Regions from separate parts of the Mus musculus genome. Here region 2 is linked to region 1. Evidence: chromatin contacts called from public HiChIP or PLAC-seq data. All regions are on one chromosome and are shown on one strand. Each heading gives the region's core, a stretch centred on a gene start, on an enhancer-like site or on the middle of the called end of the contact. The rest is flanking DNA. Distances are from core to core; before and after follow the strand shown.

Region 1 (4,425 bases), core at 548-3,047:
AAAAATGTGGCAGCCAACTCTCATGATTGTTCTCCTGAGCTTTGCCTCCTGGTCTCCCAGTCTTCGTCTCTCTCCTTTACTTCAGAGCTAGTACAAAGAGTAATCTGATAGTATGTGACTCTTGACTGAGCTCCTGATATTAGGACTCTGGCCTTGATCTCCTGGACTGCTTTCTCGAGAGAAAGCCAGCTGTCATGGAGAATGCTCTGGAAGTCCCAGAGAATCGGACACCGGCCTGGCCAGTCACTTGAGAAACAGACCTCTCTCTGGTGACACCTTCTGAAAACTACAATCTCATGAGTGACCCCACCATAGAACTCAACTGCGATGCTCCGGAACTCCTGACTCACAGATGCTGCGGAAATAATGCACGTTTGCTGTGTTCAGACACTAAATTTAGAGTGTGATCTCTTTGCAGCTGATTGATTCAGGTCAACCCTATTAAAAAGCAAAAACTGGGACATATGAGATTTGGAGGAAATAGTGGGAAACAAAGCAGATTGAGGAAGATGGCTAAGGCTGAGGTTAGGGGAGAGTGGAATGAGAGAGAATGTTGAAATGCTTAGTATTGTGGTGGTTTGTATATACTTGGCCAGGGAGGGGCACTATTAGGAGGCGTGGCCTTGTTGGAGGAAGTGTGTCACATTGGGGGTGCACTTTGAGAACCTCCTCCAAGCCACGGGGGTGGGGAGGGGGAGACAATCTTCTATTTGCCTTTGGGACAAGATGTGGAACTTCCAGCTCCTCTAGCACCTTGCCCGCCTGGACACTGCTATGTTTCCCACTGGGACGATAGTGGACTGAACCTCTGAACCTGGAAGTCAGCCCCAATTAAATGCTGTCCTTTATAGGAGTTGGTCGTGGTGTCTCTTCACAGCAATGGAAACCCTAACTAAGGAAAGTGTCAACATGTGGAAGGCATAAAGCGCCAAGTTAACAGAGTGTGATTTATTCTGCGTGCACGGATAAGCGTTAACTGCATGCATAAGTTTGGGGGAAGATTAGTACATCAGCTTTAGGGTAGAACATGCTTCAAGAGCAGGAAGAATAGACTGGAGGAGGAACTATAAAGCTGAGAGACCAGTTTACACACTACGTGAAATATCTAGGCAAAAGGTAGTGAGAACCGATTCAAGGCAGCACGGAGCAAATACCAAGAGTGGATTTCATCTGTATAGGGGGGAGGTGATACTGTTAATTAATAGGGAGAAAACTTTTTAACAGGCTGTGCCATCTCCTGGCTGTCTGAGAGGACAGTAATATTTACCCAAAGTCTATGACACAGAAGTGATGCACACTTGTTATGGGGGATAATGAGATGCAAATGAGCAAGCCCCTTACTGTTTTCTCATCACCAAGATACACTCCAGGATCCTCACGTCCATGTGAAGCTGGGCTGTGCCAGAAGCCTTGGCTACCTTTCCAAACCTCCCACCCCAGGAACTGAGGGAACACGCCAGTCACTTCCTCCCTGGAGGTTTTATTCTTTCTGCCTTAGATTACCAGACAGTCTTTGCCCTGTTTCCCACTCAGTGCACTCTAAAAGATAAAACTCTCCTTTCCAGACTCTGGTAGGATCTGAAACTTCAATTTGTATTTGAGTTTTGACACAGGTAGCGAAGCTCTCCCCCTCAACGAAGGCAATGCTGTATAGAGCCTGTTCTCCAAATTGGAGAAAAGGGAAGAAGAAAATGTCTAATTTGATATCTCAAGAAGTTATCTTGTGAGTCACCCATTGAGGACACACCTACAAGTAAATAAAATGGCCCTGCCCTCTCATGATTAGCAATGTGAACAAAGACACAGTCAAAAGGGAAATGCCATAAAAAACTGTGTTGGCTATAAAATCAAAATTATGTATGGATCTGAAAGAGGGAAAAACTAACCTAAGCTAGGGGCTTTCCAGGAAACCAGGTTGTGGTGCCAGACGTTTACTGTAATTCTCACATTAATCTTACTTCGCCATGGCTGCCCTTGTGTGCTTAGTTCGTCTTGTTTGTGCACTCGGTCAGGTACAGAGCAAAATGACATCAGTCTTGATGTTCCATCCAGCAACTCAGTGCCCAGCCATCTCTCTGTGTGATCCAACCAAACACTCCTTCAAAACCTCAGTAATGCTCAGCCTGACTAGTTGTTCCGTTCAATACCAGCATTCTCTTTTGAGGGGCCCAACTGCTGCAGGGAACCACACCTGTGGTTGGATTCTTCACTGAGCTGTGCCAGGTCTCCTTCCTAGACAGCGAACTTCACACAATACCCTCCTCAGGCCGAAGTCCTGCTCCACACTCTTTGTAAGACATGGGCCCAATATCTGGCCCCCACGCTCTCCACCACCACCCACCAGAATGGAAAATTGCATAATTGAAAACAGAGTCTCATACATTCCAATCTGGCCTTTACCTCACTATGTAGCTGGAGAGGACCTTGACCCTCGGATCCTCCTACGTCCAAGTACTGGAATTGCAGGCTTGGACCACCATGCTTAGTTTATGTGTGCAGAGGATCCACCCAGAGGCAAGCACTGAGCTACATCCCCAGCCTCAGTGGGTGGGGGAGGAGGAGAGGCCAGGTGGTTTTAAAGTAAAATTTATACAGCATTCAATGGACTCTTTATTATTTTCATTTTTATGTATTTTTAAAACTATTGACCATAGTTTTGCCAATATAACTGCATTTTATAGTGATACATTTTGAGATAAGACATATAAACTGTCTTATAACGACATGTGCCAATATGTTAACTCATACGGAACTATCCAATTTGTGTAGGTAATAAATTGGTTAAAGACTTATTAGTGGTTATTGTTGTTATGGAGAAAAGACAGAACTCAGCAGATGAAGAGGACACAGGACATCTGAGGATGAGTGTAGTAGCAGGCACTCTCAGGGGCCTGTTATATTCTGATTTAGGAAGAAATCATTTTATCGCCCAACCATCTGTCATAGGATCTGATGCCCTCTTTTAGGTATATGTGAAGACAGGTCACTCATATACATAAAAGAAGAAGGAAAGAGGAGGAGGAAGAGGAGGAGGAGTTGATGGTGATGATGATGGTGCAGCAAGGCTGGGAAGATAGCTCAATGAGTAAAGTGACTGCTGTAAAGTGTGAGGACGTGAGTTTGAATCCCCAGACCCAGGTAACACAGCACACGGTAGCATGCCTATAATCTGAGCACTCTTACTTCAGGATGGGAGACAGAGACAGGAAAAATCCAGAAACCCACCAGCCAGCTAGCCTGACAGACAGTAGAGGACAGAAAGGGGGAAAAGAAAAAATCCGTCCTGGCTCACACTAGGTAAACAAATGGTAGGCACCAATAGCCAAGGTTATCCTCTGACCTCCACATGTACCCAAGGTTATCCTCCGACCTCCACATACGTGCCATGGCAAGCAAATGTTCTCACACACATACACACACGTAAAGACTTTTTAAAGGATGTAGAAGAAGCACACCTGGGGAGGTGGCCCATGCCTATGGTTCCAGCCACTCCATGAGATGAGGCAACAGAAGAGCTGGAGCCCAGGACTCTGGCCAGCCTAGGCAAAACAGTGTGACTTTCAACTCAAGACAAAAAGAAAGAAAGAAGAGGAAGAAAATACAGACGCTTTCCCACTGAGCAACGCACCCAGCCCGTACAAATATTTATTTAATGCGGCCCTTGACCTCCTCCTTTCCTGCAGCCACATAGGTTACTACTCAGCAGTCCAGGCTCTGCCAACCTTTGCATTTTGATCCAATAGCTTCAGGCTTAATCTCCTGTCCCATCCCAACACTGTTCTTCTTTCCATGTTTGAGTCAATCAGTTCTGTGTTTTCTCTGTCTTTCCCTATCCCCAAGTCATGATGGAAGTCCACTCGATTCCTCCACAAAGCAATTATATAGCTCTTGTATGAGTGAGTACTAAGTATGAGTACCATACTCACATATTTACTTGGCCTTTGTTTCCCTCAAACACTGAATTCCTTCAGGGAAAGGGCTGCAGGTTCTTTTTTCCTTCAGAGGGACAAAGTGAGGCCATCTGGGTCTCTGGGTCAGAGAACCTCTGCTGCTTCTCAGCTCTTTCCAATGAAAGCAAGCATGGGCAATAATGCACACGAACAGGCTGTGTTAAGAGAAACCTCGAGTACAAAAAACCTTGAATTCAATAATGGATTTTCATGTACAATGAAAGATTGTTTTTCAATCACTGCTGCTTTAAGTTGATTGAAAAATGCAAAAGGTACGAACTGGATGTCCATTCAGGAGGTGGGGGCAGGAGAGTCAAGAGTTCAAGGCCAGCCTTGGCTACATACGCAACAATAAGAAATTCAAGGCCATAGTTAGTTCAAAGCCCGCTTGGGATATGTGATCCTTTCTTGGAAATGGAGGGAGAAGGAGGGAGGAGGGAGGAGGTGGGGGAGAACTGCAAAATGATTCTTAGCT
Region 2 (4,425 bases), core at 944-3,443, 640 kb after region 1:
TTTGGTGTATCCGCACTGTATATGTTGCCGTTCCGTTAGTCACACAGTAGCAGATGATTGTCACAGTACTGCAGTGCTGGTGTTAAGTAATTGTCACAGCACTGCAGTGCTGGTGTTAAGTAATTGTCACAGCACTGCAGTGCTTGTGTTAAATGGTCTTTATTTTCTTGATGGGTTCCAGAGCATAAAAGAGTGATATGAAGACAGCACTGGGTGTTACACAAGAAAAGCTGGATTGGCTCTGTTTCCATGGTAACCCTGCAGGGCACCTAGGATAAAGCATAGTATGGTATCTATAGACTATGTTATTATCTATGATTTCAGTCATCCACTGAGCGTCTTGGAATATATCCCTGAGGATAAGGGAAGGACTATTTTATTATCTTGAGTTATTGCGACTCGTTCACGAATGCCAAACACTGTGCATTGAGCTATTTAGCTTAAGAGGCTGTATAGTGGATTTCAGCATCTTCTGTTTATCCTTGCTTCCCCTGCCTTCTCCTGGCAAGATGGATGGAACTGCCCTTTGGAGTCTTGAAGAGTCTTTTTCCCAATAGAATTTTGTTTTGTTTAGGGGGAGGGAGGTCTGGTGTTCAGGAATGTATGGTGAGCTTTCTCCCTTCCCTGATCTGAATCCTGTCGAGCTTTAAACTGTGACTGCATCCTTGATTGATGAGCAAAGCTTTGTTTTTCTTTTCTTTTTTGTCCCTGCCGTGTGTGTGTGTGTGTGTGTGTGTGTGTGTGTGTGAGTGTGTATGTGAGTGTGTGTGTGTGAGTGTGTGTGTGTGTGTGTCCCCTGAAGAGACCAGAAGAGAGCATCAGATCTCCTGGAGCTGTAGGTACAGATGTATTGATCCACACCCGGTCCTCTGGAAGAGCAACAAGTGCTCTTAACCACCGAGCATCTCTCCAGTGCTCAGCTTTTATCATTTTCTTACTTTGCCCTTGGTCTAAAGAAACGGCTAGGAAGAAGGTTGAGCCAGTATGGAATATGTCATGGTCTCAATGGCTCAGAAAGCTCCAACAGAACATTGAGGGAGGTGTCTCTGAGCACAAGGTCCCAAAGATGCCACCTGTCAATCTTCCTGAGTCAGCTCTGCCCATCACAGCACCTCTCTGATAGGACTGTCCCTCAGAGCCAAGCCAACAGTGTCAGAAAGACCTGACTCAGGGAACTGCCCCTGTGATTGGATAGTGGCTGAAGAGAGGTGGAGGCAGAGGAGAGAGAAGCATAGACAAAGGGAGGCGTGGTCTGGCTCCAGCTTTGAGCTGCTCCCTCTCTACAATCTCTGGGAGCATTCAGTGTCTTTGGGGCATCTAGAAAAAAGAAATTCTACATTAAGCATATTGTGCCTTGAAGGGCCCTTCTGATAGGTCCCCCACTGGCCTAGAGAGCAAGAGGCAAGGAGGCCAGAGTTCTTGTTGAGGGGCTTAATATTACTCTAGAATGGAAGCGATCTTCTCAGTGGCCAAGCCTCATCTGAACAGAAGCATCCACCTTGTGGCAAGGCAGAGCATCTCCCTGTCTTCCCTCTCCCTTCCCTCTGAAGCTGCCCTCTGCCTCCCCAGCCTGAGTCTGACCCCATAGCTGGTGGCTGGTCTGCAGTGTCAAGACAGACAGGGCTAAAGGGAGAGAGGAGCTAAACTTCTGCTCTGCCCAGTTCTGTGTCCTGCTCTCACCTGAGGGTTTGTATCTGTGGCACATTAAAAGGGGACAGGATCACAGATGCCTTGGGGTGTCTAAGCTCTTTGCATATGAAATGGAAGGAAATCCACCTGGCTGAGAAGCCTCTGGGTGGTTGGTGGGGTTGCAGCTGGGCCTCCCACCTATAACCTAGAGGCTGCATTTGATGTGTGGATGGGTCAGGAAAATATATGGATGATCTGAAGTATCCTCCTACCCCTGGGGGCAGAGGTGGCGGCTCCTTCCTCACCGATTTTGTGTTTCCTCTGCCCTTGGAGAGTGTTGGGGTTTTTTTCTCTCTTTTCTACTCTTCTTGCTTCATGAATATTCCCCCTCACATTTTCCCCTCCTGTAATAGCTCAGAAGGCTGTCATCTTGACAGTTGGACCCATAGCTGTCTTATATAATCACAGAGCCTTTTCTGTAGTCAAATATAACTGCGTCTCACTACACCTCACTGAGATCGGAATGTACACATCTTAGCGGGCCCCACCTTTCCTGCTGCCTACCGTGTGGTCGCTGACTCGGTGAGGGCTGAACAGCTCTGGAATTTTCCTCTCCGTATCTGGCATACCTGATGCTAGATAAAAACCAACCTTTAAAAAAAAAAAAAAAAAAAAAAAAAAAAGAAGTAAATAGCTCTGAGAGGTAGTAAGTAGCCCTGGGCTTGGCTGTAGAGTTTCGTGCCCACCTATTTCCTGCCTGGTCTTGTCATATACATAGCCCTGTCAAGACATAGTCACTCTGTGTCCGGTCTTTTGACATGTCAAATGATTGCTTAGAATGTTTGATCAAGTTTGCTAGTGATGCTAAAGCTGTTAGTAATAGTTGAGTGTGATGTCCTTCCAACGGGAACTGGGTGATATGTAACGTCGGTCTCCCCCACAGAGGGGGTTTGGTCCACACTCGGGTTTTAATTAATAATGTAACCCTGAACTTAAACTTTCTCTATGGAGTCCTTCTTCCCCATAAATGAGAATGCTGGGAAAGGTTTTGTTGTTCTAATTTTAACATTTTAGGGACCTCTGCGTCTATGAGAGACTGGAGAGAAAGACATCTTTTTTAGGAAGTGGTAGGAATTCTTATGTTGTCTCCTTGGTTTGTTGTTGTTTGAGAAAGATTATGTCACCAAGGCTAGCCACAAAGTCATTATGTAGCCCAGGCTGGCAAGCTGGACATTTGTAATCCTTTTGCCTCAGCCTTCTGAGAGCCCATATTATAGGTGTGTGTCACTTCTACCGCTTATGCTCACCCTCTTGATTATAAAATTGCCATATTGTTTGGATGGCGGGAAGCATTCCAAGTTGTATCTCAGATACCAGGACCAAGGGTGTAATGGACAATGATCAGCTACCACTTCGGTCCCTTCCGAAGACTGGAGAGTCACACTGTCTATTTACTTTATGATCCACTATGTTGCACTTATAAAAAATATTCCTGCTGTTCCTAGATGATCTATATTCTATTTATTTATTTTTGTGTGTGCGTGGAAATCAGGATATCTTGCAGAAGTCAGTCCTCACCTTCCACGTTTCATGGGTCCTGGGGATTAAAACTCAGGCTGTCAGGGTTGGCAGCAATCACCTTTGCTGCTGAGCCATCTCAGTCCTGGGTCATTTTTGTAACCCCTTTATAAACTTAATTTTACACCTACTCTTGTGTGCTTCAATAGTCAGCCCATCTTCTTGCACTAAATTCCATAGGCTTATATTACTCTCTCTCCCTCCTCTCCTCTCCTCTCCTCTCCTCTCCTCTCCTCTCCTCTCCTCTCCTCTCCTCTCCTCTCCTCTCCTCTCCTCTCCTCTCCTCTCCTCTCCTTCCTTCCTTCCTTCCTTCCTTCCCCCTTTCTTTCTCTCTCTCTCTGCCCCCTCTTTCTTTTTAGTGTAACTTCCTTTTGTGATTAAAATTTTAAATAGTATATAATTACATTGCTTCCTTTCTTCTCCTCTTCCCAACCCCTCCCATCCCTGCCCCAAATCCCTCTCAAACTGATGGCCTCCTTTTGAGTTTTATCGAAAGACACACATACACATATGCATAAATATATAAGTATAGCCTGCTGGGTTTGTTCAGCATGGTTTGTGTGTATATGGTTTTAGGGCCGACCACAGTGTATTAGCTAGCCAATTAGGGTGCTCATTCCCTGGGAGGCTAATCCCCCCCCCCCCCCCCCCCGTTAGTCGTCAATCGATGCCTGTAGTTAGTTCTCTGTCTAGACATGGTAGACATGGGTCTCCTGAGCTATCCCCCTTCCTCAGCACTGTGCCTGTTGACATCACCATTGCTCGGGTCTTGTATAGGCAGCTACATTGTGGAATTATCTTGGATGAGTATTCCTGTCATTTCTAAGAGAGAGGATCTCACAGCAGACTCCCTGGTCCTCTGGCTCTTAGCAACCTTTCCACCCCTTAAAAGATTACTTTTTAAGGAAGGTAAATTAGAAAGCTTGGTGCAGCAGAAAGTGTGGGCTGCCTGCATTTCCAAGTTAGCAATGAAGAGGCAAGTGTCCTCCAGTGCCCAGGCTGTGGACAGCACAATGTGGCCAGAAGACAAAAGCCTGCTCTTCAGGGACCACCTAAGGAAGTATCAAGACAGGATGCAGCCTTTGTTCCTGGCTGGGTTCCTAGCTGTCAGCCTTGGCGGATTCTTGTTGCCCACTTGTGAGCCTTAATAAAACTTGCCATCGCCAAGCCTGCTTTGCAGGTTAGAAGAAATGTCACGACACTGGAGCTATTGTGCTG

The links. HiChIP or PLAC-seq counts read pairs in DNA pulled down with a chosen protein or histone mark.
Region 2: a FOXA1 HiChIP or PLAC-seq map of pancreatic cancer cells shows a contact between it and region 1. The contact joins two enhancer-like sites. A contact is called at or near these places in 1 of 39 promoter capture datasets (cranial neural crest) and 2 of 115 datasets of contacts at active chromatin or transcription factors (bone marrow-derived macrophages and pancreatic cancer cells).

The regions. Positions count from the first base shown.
Region 1 is chr3:121,818,279-121,822,703 of GRCm38.p6, forward strand. No RefSeq gene overlaps it. Among named protein-coding and RNA genes, the nearest start is that of Abcd3, 5.2 kb to the left of the region's middle. Within about 2 kb of position 1,798, at least 25 of the 459 cell types and tissues checked have an H3K27ac peak or open chromatin away from gene starts, as enhancers often do. A contact at or near this core is called in pancreatic cancer cells, where this site is marked.
Region 2 is chr3:122,456,753-122,461,177 of GRCm38.p6, forward strand. All of the region lies in intron 3 of Bcar3 (breast cancer anti-estrogen resistance 3), which reads left to right. Among named protein-coding and RNA genes, the nearest start is that of Gm34349, 21 kb to the right of the region's middle. Within about 2 kb of position 2,194, at least 43 of the 459 cell types and tissues checked have an H3K27ac peak or open chromatin away from gene starts, as enhancers often do. A contact at or near this core is called in pancreatic cancer cells, where this site is marked.